2 separate regions of the Sus scrofa genome follow, and region 1 is linked to region 2. The links are chromatin contacts, called in public Hi-C maps. All regions are on one chromosome and are shown on one strand. The core of a region is the stretch at or near the end of the contact, and the rest is flanking DNA. Distances in the headings are between cores, read along the strand shown.

What was found. Hi-C and Micro-C count contacts between places; a contact is called where the count stands out from the background.
Region 1: a contact with region 2 is called in a Hi-C map of skeletal muscle, with 2.7 times the contacts expected there. The contact joins the enhancer-like site here to the promoter of SLC7A8 in region 2. A contact is called at or near these places in 1 of 5 promoter capture datasets (liver), 4 of 47 Hi-C or Micro-C datasets (embryonic fibroblasts, fetal liver and skeletal muscle) and 1 of 2 datasets of contacts at active chromatin or transcription factors (skeletal muscle).

Annotation. Positions count from the first base shown.
Region 1 is chr7:75,897,788-75,901,689 of Sscrofa11.1, reverse strand. The region is part of intron 3 of SLC7A8 (large neutral amino acids transporter small subunit 2); the gene reads right to left. Among named protein-coding and RNA genes, the nearest start is that of CEBPE, 27 kb to the left of the region's middle. Within about 2 kb of position 1,614, at least 25 of the 83 cell types and tissues checked have an H3K27ac peak or open chromatin away from gene starts, as enhancers often do. A contact at or near this core is called in skeletal muscle, where this site is marked.
Region 2 is chr7:75,852,335-75,856,677 of Sscrofa11.1, reverse strand. SLC7A8 (large neutral amino acids transporter small subunit 2) reads right to left here and starts at 1,978. Exons shown (of 11, transcript XM_021099239.1): 1 at 881-1,978. The coding sequence starts at 1,019.

The DNA of each region.
Region 1 (3,902 bases), core at 365-2,864, 45 kb before region 2:
TTCCAAGTATTTTCCAACTGTTCTTGATTCTTAGAACATTTCCACAGGATAGGGACCTGACATTGTTATCCATCTGTAACCTTCCTATGCCATCTCTAGCTGGCAAGCTCCTTCTCATCTTTCAAGATCTAGCTCAAATGTCGCCTGTTCTGTGAGTCTTTATTATTTATTCTTGATGAGGCATCTGCCCGGGAAGATATATCAGCTGTGTCTTGTAGACAAGGAATGAAATTTCTCCCTCCTCTATGCCCAGACCACTGTTAATATCTAAGACTGACACTTATTTCTTTGTATTAAAATTATCTGTTTGGAGTTCCCATTGTGGTACTGTGGAAACAAATCCGAGTAGGAACCATGAGGTTGTGGGTTCGATCTCTGGCCTAGCTCAGTGGGTGGGTTAAGGATCTGGTGTTGCCGCGAGCTGTGGTGTAGGTCACAGACACAGCATGGATCCTGCTTTCCTGTGGCTATGGTGTAGGCCAAGAGCTCTGATTTGACCTCTAGCCTAGGAACCTCTATATGCCGTGAGTACAGTGCTAAAAAGCAAAAATAATAAGCCAATAAATAAAATAAAATACTGTTTCATTTTCTCTGTCTTCTGGTAGACTAGGAAGGCAGTTGTGACTTTTCCCTGTTTCTAACCCTAGGGTATATATAGCACTGGTGCCTGCAAATAGTAGGTGCTCAATAAACATTTAACACTCAATAAAGAAAATGCCACAGTTCATTAGTCCTCCAAGTTCAACTCAGTCCACACATCCTACGACACATGCCAACGTTCCCTGCTCCCCAGGAACCTCCTCAGTGGGTTTCACAGAAAGAGCAGCAGAAAACACAACTTCAAGGGTGGTTATGCTGCCCTGGACTCATGACTCCTGGTGGAGGAGTTTTTTTAATCCAAGACGGTGTCATATAAGGAGAACCAAAACATGTGGTCAGAGGGAGGATTTTAAATGCCCGAACTGGGAGAACATTTTGTAATTGTTCCAGAAGGACTGAGCTGTCCTAGTAAATACACTGCTTGGTTTATCTTACTCAATTCAATAAGGATTTCAGGATCACATGCCTGCCTACAATTCAACCTAAGTCACTCCCAGCAACTGGGCCTATAATCTCAACTTCTCCCAGGGCCCCGAAGCATTAGGGACAAGGTTGGGCCCCTGGGACCCAGGAGTTCAAGCAGATACAAACAGTAATGACTAAAGGATAAAGGAAGATTAGGAAACAACACCTTTGTGGCTTGAGGACAGGTAAGGATTACAGAATAAGGAGCCAGAACGAGCGTGACCTCATCACGTGGAGAAGCAAGTCCTTGTACCAAGGGGAGGAGAGGGCAGGGCGGGGAGGAGGAATGCGGTCACCTCCCCACCTCCTGGATAGAAAACACAAAGGGACCTTATCAGGGCAGCCAGAGAGACTTCCTCAGAGTGCTCCTTGGGGAATTGGAGATGTTTGAAGGAAGGGACAATTTTAGCCCTTGATTAAACCTTTAGCCTTTTCAGGAATCTTCCAGACATAAAATGGGGTGGGAGAAACAGGCAGCCAGTAACACTAATCTCCTTGGAACAATGGCTGCAGGCCCTGTGTGACCCTTCGCCCTGCAGTTGGGTGATCACAGCAGTGACGGAGGGGGAAAGAGAGTACTTCCAGTCTCCTGGAACCACAGGCTAGCGTTCCTCACAGCAGGCTGAAACCCGAGCCTCCATCCGGAGAGGAAAGGTCAGTGAGTGAAGGCAACACTTGCCAAGCCCCTGCCCTGCGACATCCTGCCTCTGCCCGTCTGACCTCAGCGCCTCTTTCTCTTGCTGATGGCTACGTCCCCTCTCTCTTCCCAGCCAGATCTTGAATTCTACATGCTTAAGACACAGTGACCTCAGGGAAGCCACATATAGAGGGGGTCCAGTGGTCACTACAGCCTTGAGCTGTGAGGATCTTCATGCATCCATCCATCCAACCATCCAACCACCATCCACAAAGAGCCTGTAAGTTCTACATACTCTGGTGGAGGTAGTTATACATAAGACACAAGTCCCTTCCTGTCCTCAGGAAGTTGACATTGTAAGAGGGTAGATGGGTGAGCGAAAGATGATCACAAAGCAATATGATTTTTGTTTGTTTGTTTTGCTTTTTAGTGTGGGCACTATGGAGGTGCCCAGGATAGAGGTCGAATCAGAGCTATAGCTACCGGACTACAGCAGAGCCACAGCAAGGCCAGATCCAAGCCGGGTCTGCAACCTACACCACAGCTCACGGCAATGCTGGATCCTTAAACCACTGAGTGAGGCCAGGGATGGAATCCGTAACCTCATGGTTCCTAGTCAGATTCGTTTCCACTGTGTCACAAGGGGAACTCCACAAAGCAGTATGTTGATGGCAGAGTTCTTCAAAGAGGCTGGCAGGCATCCATGAAGAGTTCCTAGCTCAGGCCAGGAAATCAGAGATGCTTCTTATAGGTGGGGAAGACCCTTAGCAATGGAGAGAATTTTATAATTTGAGATTGGCTGGACCAAATAAAAGAGAAGACAGGAGTTCCCATTGTGGCTCAGTGGTTAAGAATCTGACTAGTGTCCATGAGGATGCGGGATCAATCTCTGGCCTTGCTCTGTGGGTTAAGTATCTGGTGTGGCCACAAGCTGCGGCACAGGTCAAGAATATAGCCTGGATCTCATGTTGCTGTAGTTTGTGGTGTAGGCCACAGCTACAGTTCCGATTCAACCCCTAGCCTGGGAACTTCCATATGCTGCAGGCGTGGCCCTAAATAAAAATAAATAAGTAAACCAGAAGGCATAAGACTCTGGTTCTTGACCATTGTAATCTTGCTGTGGTGGTGGGTTCTGCTTCTCCAGAGGGAATCCCAGGCTTCTCTGTATTTCTTGGGCATTTCCTCCTCTCTTTTTTTCTTTCTGTTTCCTGGCTTAAAAAGGGTGTGGGAGTTTCCATTGTGGCGCAGTGGAAACAAATCCGACTAGGAACCATGAGGTTGTGGGGTTTGATCCCTGGCCTCGCTCAGTGGGTTAAGCATCCAGCGTTGCCGTCACCTGTGATGTAGGTCACAGATGTAGCTCAGATCTGGAGTTGCTGTGGCTCTGGTGTAGGCCAGCAGCAATAGCTCCGATTGGACCCCCAACCTGGGAATCTCCATATGCCACGAGTGCGACCCTAAAAAACAAAAGACAGAAAAAAAAAAAAAAAGGGGGTGTGTGTGTGTGTGAAAAAGCTATCAGGAAGATGAGACTTCAAGAAGATGCTGAGGCAGAGGTTGGTTATTTAATCTGCCCAGTTTGAAAAGCTTAATGTCAAGGCAACAGAAAGGAATACAAAAAAATGAGGCAGGCAGGAGGAGAGGACTCAAAATCCAGTAATCTTGTACCCTGCCCAGAGCCCAGGGCCCAGCAACTGCCAAGTAGGAGAGGCAGGTTCAATGCTTTCTGTCCATGCAACAGCTCCAGAACTGGCAGAGATGCAGAGTACTTGTCAGACCCAAAACAGTGCACAACCTGTTGCTGACCTGGAGCCTGTCCGCTGTAGACAAGTGAGTAAGCTCCTGCTCCCTAAGAGAAGGTGCCCCCAGCCCCAGGCCAGCCCTGATCCTCAGACTCTAATCCCCGGGGAGTCACAGAAGCCTCTGCTTCACTACCCCCACCCTCGACAATGACATCAGAACTCATGGGGTCTATGACAGGCAGAATAATCAACAGCCCAGAGATGTCAACATCCTAATCATGTGAATGCTGCCTTACAAAAAGAATTTGATGGAGGTGATTAAAGACCTTCAGGTGGGGAGATTAGCCTGGATTATCTGAGTGGGCCCAATATCATCACCAGAATCAACAGGGAGGCAGAAAGGTCAGAGATAGAAAAGGAGGTGTAATGATGGAACACAGAGGCCAGAGAGAGAAAAG
Region 2 (4,343 bases), core at 729-3,228:
AGCAACTAGAGAAACCGCAAATTACACATTTACAGAAAAACCCAGTCTGTCTCATCTTTTCTTCCACAATTTATTTCCTCATCTGTGAAATGGGAATAACAGCCCTGTCACATCTACTTCATCAAGAGAAAGTGCTAAGGTGGAAAAGCTATAGAAAGGCAAGGTATTCTTACTGCTGTTGTAGCCATTTTTATTATTGCACATCTCCTAAGCCCACAGTCTCATATAACGTAAAACAGTGAAATATCCACTAAATGTCTCAAATCTAGCCCACAGCCTACTGAGGAGATGGCTGCCTAAAAGCTTGTTAAAAATCTAGGTTCCTGGAGTTCCCTGGCGGCCTGGTGGGGTTAAGGGCCTGGTGTTGTGGCACAGGTCCCAGGCCCCGGAACTTCCAAATGCCTCAGGCACAGCCAAAAAATGAATTAATAAAAAAATAAAGTACTCATACTAAAAAAAAAAAAAAAAAAAAAAAAAAAAAAAACTAGGTTTCCCAGCCCTACCTTAAGCCAACTGAATCGGAACCTGCAAGCTGCAAGAGTGGAGCCCAGAGACCTCTATTTTCAACAAGCTTCCAGGCAACACTGACCATCAGCACTGACCAGGTGTGTGTCCCCTATTTGCTCCATTCATCAGCACTGGACAGAACTGCTCAGCCTCATTTGGAGAAAGAGAAGTAGGACATACAATGCTTCCTGCATCTCTCAAACGTGACCAGTGGGGTAGTTTATAGCACAGGTGAGTGACAACCCTTGTCTAAGGGAGTAGGAAGCAGAAACAGTGCTTTAGGAAGGTTGGGGGGAGGTGAGGGGTTAAGGTTCTGCAAGAGGACCACCAGACAGGGGGAGGAGTGGTCGGTGGGAAAAGGAATTGGACTCACCTACAATGATACCACAAGCACTGACCAATCCAATCTCTTTCTTCAGGGCCACTCCGCCCTCTCCAGAACCAGTCTCCGACTTGCTCCCACCTGGGTGGTTCTTTTCAGTGTTGTTTCGTTGCCTGGCTCCTTTTTCCATGTTTCTCAGTAGGATTTCAACCTCCGAAAGGTATCTCTCTTTCTAAATGCATACGGGTGTAAATATATTTAGAGAGAGAGCCTTTCACATGGAAATGTCCTTTTCCGAGAAAAAGACCATTCCTACCCTCTTAAAAAATAAAAAAATAAAAAAAGACCCAGGCAGGTAAAAGAAAAAAATGAAAAAATTCCTACTGTCTTGGCACTTTCTTGTTACTCGTGCTTACAAACAAAGAAAGTGTTGTTAAAAGAGGGGGGAAGAGACATAGACATTTAAATATAAAAATAGAACTGTACTAGCTACTCCGGCTGGAATTCTCCTGAAAGGGATGTGGCTCTTCAAAAACCAGGACCGTTCTGCAATCTATACCAAGCAGCGGCTTATTTCAGACGCTTCAAAGAGATAGTCTGGATTTCCCTCAGCTCTCCCCCTAAGAAAACAGATTGTCTTTACCTCCCCTTAAGCCTTTTCTTTTATGATGAGGATAAAAGTAGTTTTCATTAACTTAAGGGAAAAAAAGGCAATCCTCCGGTACTTTCTTCTCTTCCAGAAAAACAACTGTAGACCCGACCGGTTTGCTCTAGGTCCTGTTTCCACCTGGCGTGGGTTCCTTTCCCCTCCCCGTCTCCTGCCTTCCGCTTTCTCCAGAGGTCCTCCTCTATCTGGCTGGTTTTCTCGTCCCTGTTTTCCTTCTTCAGATCTTCGTCCTCAAGGCACAGGCTGCCCCATCTCTCGTGGTCACAGACGAGTGGCTCAGGCACAAACGAACGTGCTTCCCTTCTAGCAAGCAAGGGGTTTTATGTGCTGAGCTAGCTCCGCCCCCACCTCCTCGGTTCTATCCATCCTCCGTCTCCTCCTCCTGTTCAATTTAAATACCGGCTCGCAGCCCCCAAAGATCACCGAAAAGATGGATTAAAAGCTTTCTCTTTGTAATCGATCGACTCTCTTTTCTCCATCTTTCTCTTTGTAAGTAGTGGAAGTAAAATCCTTCCAGGTCGACTGTTCATGGAGAGTTCACGAGCTAGTATAGCGTTACAGGTCATTCAGCAGATGTGGGCTTTATAAATAAGGGATCCGTTGTGCAGGCGCTTTAGTGCCATCAGAAATACACTGTGAATGTATTAAAATATTTATGTCTGGATGATTTGAGGAAACAGGAGAGAAGGCTGTAGGGCAGGCAAGGCTGTAGGGACATTTATCTTCAAGTATCTGAAAATAGGAGGAAATCAAGGGTGGGAGAGGAGAATGGAAAGAATTAAGAATAACGGAAAAGAGCTTCATTTAGTATAATTGTGAGCAGCTGTGAAGAGTATAGTGGAAATAAAATTACCAGGAAGAGGTGGTAACCTCACTGTTCACAGCTGTTTATTTTGTGTTAGCTGAAACGGAGAGAAAAAAAAGACTCCCACCAGGGTCCCAGGAAAGAATGACGCAAAATCTGGTGGCATGAGGGCTTTCATAGCTTCTAATATTTTTGCATCTATAGCCTATTAGAAAGGCAGATGAAAGAGGGGGTGGGGCGTTAGTATCTCTCTGATCATGAAGCAAATTGTTGATGTTGATGATGAGTTGACTAACTTATTTCCATATTGATATTGTGTCTTGGCTTCTGTGAAGAATTTTACTCAGAAACTACTGCCTTACACGAGATCAATGCTGTCTATTGATAATTGCAAAGAAGTTTGAAAAAACCGCAAGAAGCAATAGAGCAGATAACCAACACTATAAATCTAAAATGAAATCATTTTGAATCTGCATGACATACATTATACAAAAGGAACTTGGGTTTAAAGTGGGTCTGAAAAATAAAGTTCCTCAAGCTGTCCACTAAGTACAGAAAGTGGGCATCATTTTCTGGAGAATGTTCCAAAATATTTTGGATTTTAAGGAAAATAAATACTTAATTCTTTACAGCAGGGATGGTTGAGCTATTGTAAGAAGGGCTTTTCCAAATGTGGTAAGTTCAATCAGCAATCTTTTCCACTTCACCCCTTGACCACTCACCACTCAGCAAGTATTAAGAGGTTTCAAAGGTTGGAACTTAAACTACTTCTCCTTCTGCAGTCCAAGATACAGCAAACTGAAAGCATCAGCAAAAAAAAAAGATGGAGGGTGGTGATGTAAAAAGAATTTTAAACAAAAAAGAACAGGCAAGGAAGGGAATATATAGCACAAAACTCCATGGGAGGGAATGAGTCATGGGAAATGAAAAAAATTTGATTTGCTTTTGGCCTTTCCTGGCATCAGAAAGCATCAACAATCTGATTTGAAGATTTCTGCCCAGATTTCAACATCAAGGTATAAAACAAATGACCTTTCTGCTCTTGAACATGAGTTCTTTCAGTAATGTATTTCTAATCTACATCATGTAGATTTAATATGGGCTAAAACATGAATGTGGTAAATTTGAGGTCTCTTGCCAAAAACTGGTGCTAACTGATCACAATGTGGTAAGCTTTAGCCATCTCATTTTTGTTGTTGTTGTTGACTTTTGTCTTTTCGTCTTTTCTAGGGCCGCACTTGCGGCATATGCAGATTCCCAGGTTAGGGGTCTAATTGGAGCAGTAGCCACCGGCCTACGCCAGAGCCACAGCACCACGGGATCTGAGCTGCATCTGTGACCTACACCACAGCTCATGGCAACGCCAGATCCTTAACCCACTGAGCCAGGCCAGGAATCAAACCCTCAACCTTATTGTTCCTAGTCAAATTCGTTAACCACTGAGCCACGGCAGGAACTCCATTTTTTTTTTTCTCTTTAGCCATCTCATTTTTTTTTTTCAGAGACTTTATTTTTTGTTTGTTTGTTTGTTTGTTTTGTTTTGTTTTGCTTTATCTAGGGCCGCTCCCACGGCATGTGGAGGTTCCCAGGCTAGAGGTTGAATCGGAGTTGTAGCCACCGGCCTACACCAGAGCCACAGCAACGTAGGATCCGAGCCGTGTCTGCAGCCTACACCACAGCTCAGGGCAACGCCGGATCCTTTAACCCACTGAGCAAGGCCAGGGATCGAACCTGCAACCTCATGGTTCCTAGTCAGATTCGTTAACCACTGCGCCATGAAGGGAACTCCAGCCATCTCATTTTTAAGAACTAAATAGCTTAAGGGGGGAATTCCCTTGTGGCTCAGTGGGTTAAGGATCTGGCGTTGTCGCCGCCATGGCTCAGGTAGCTGTGTATTAAGCACACTCAGTTGGGAAGACAGGGTTGCTGAAGATTACTATTTCTATTTCTCTAGCCCTTGGTGTTTATAAGTGGCTTATGACTGTCAATTAATGGTGCAATGTAAAAGCTTGAAAAAGAGTCTCCCCGCTCCCCACTGCCCC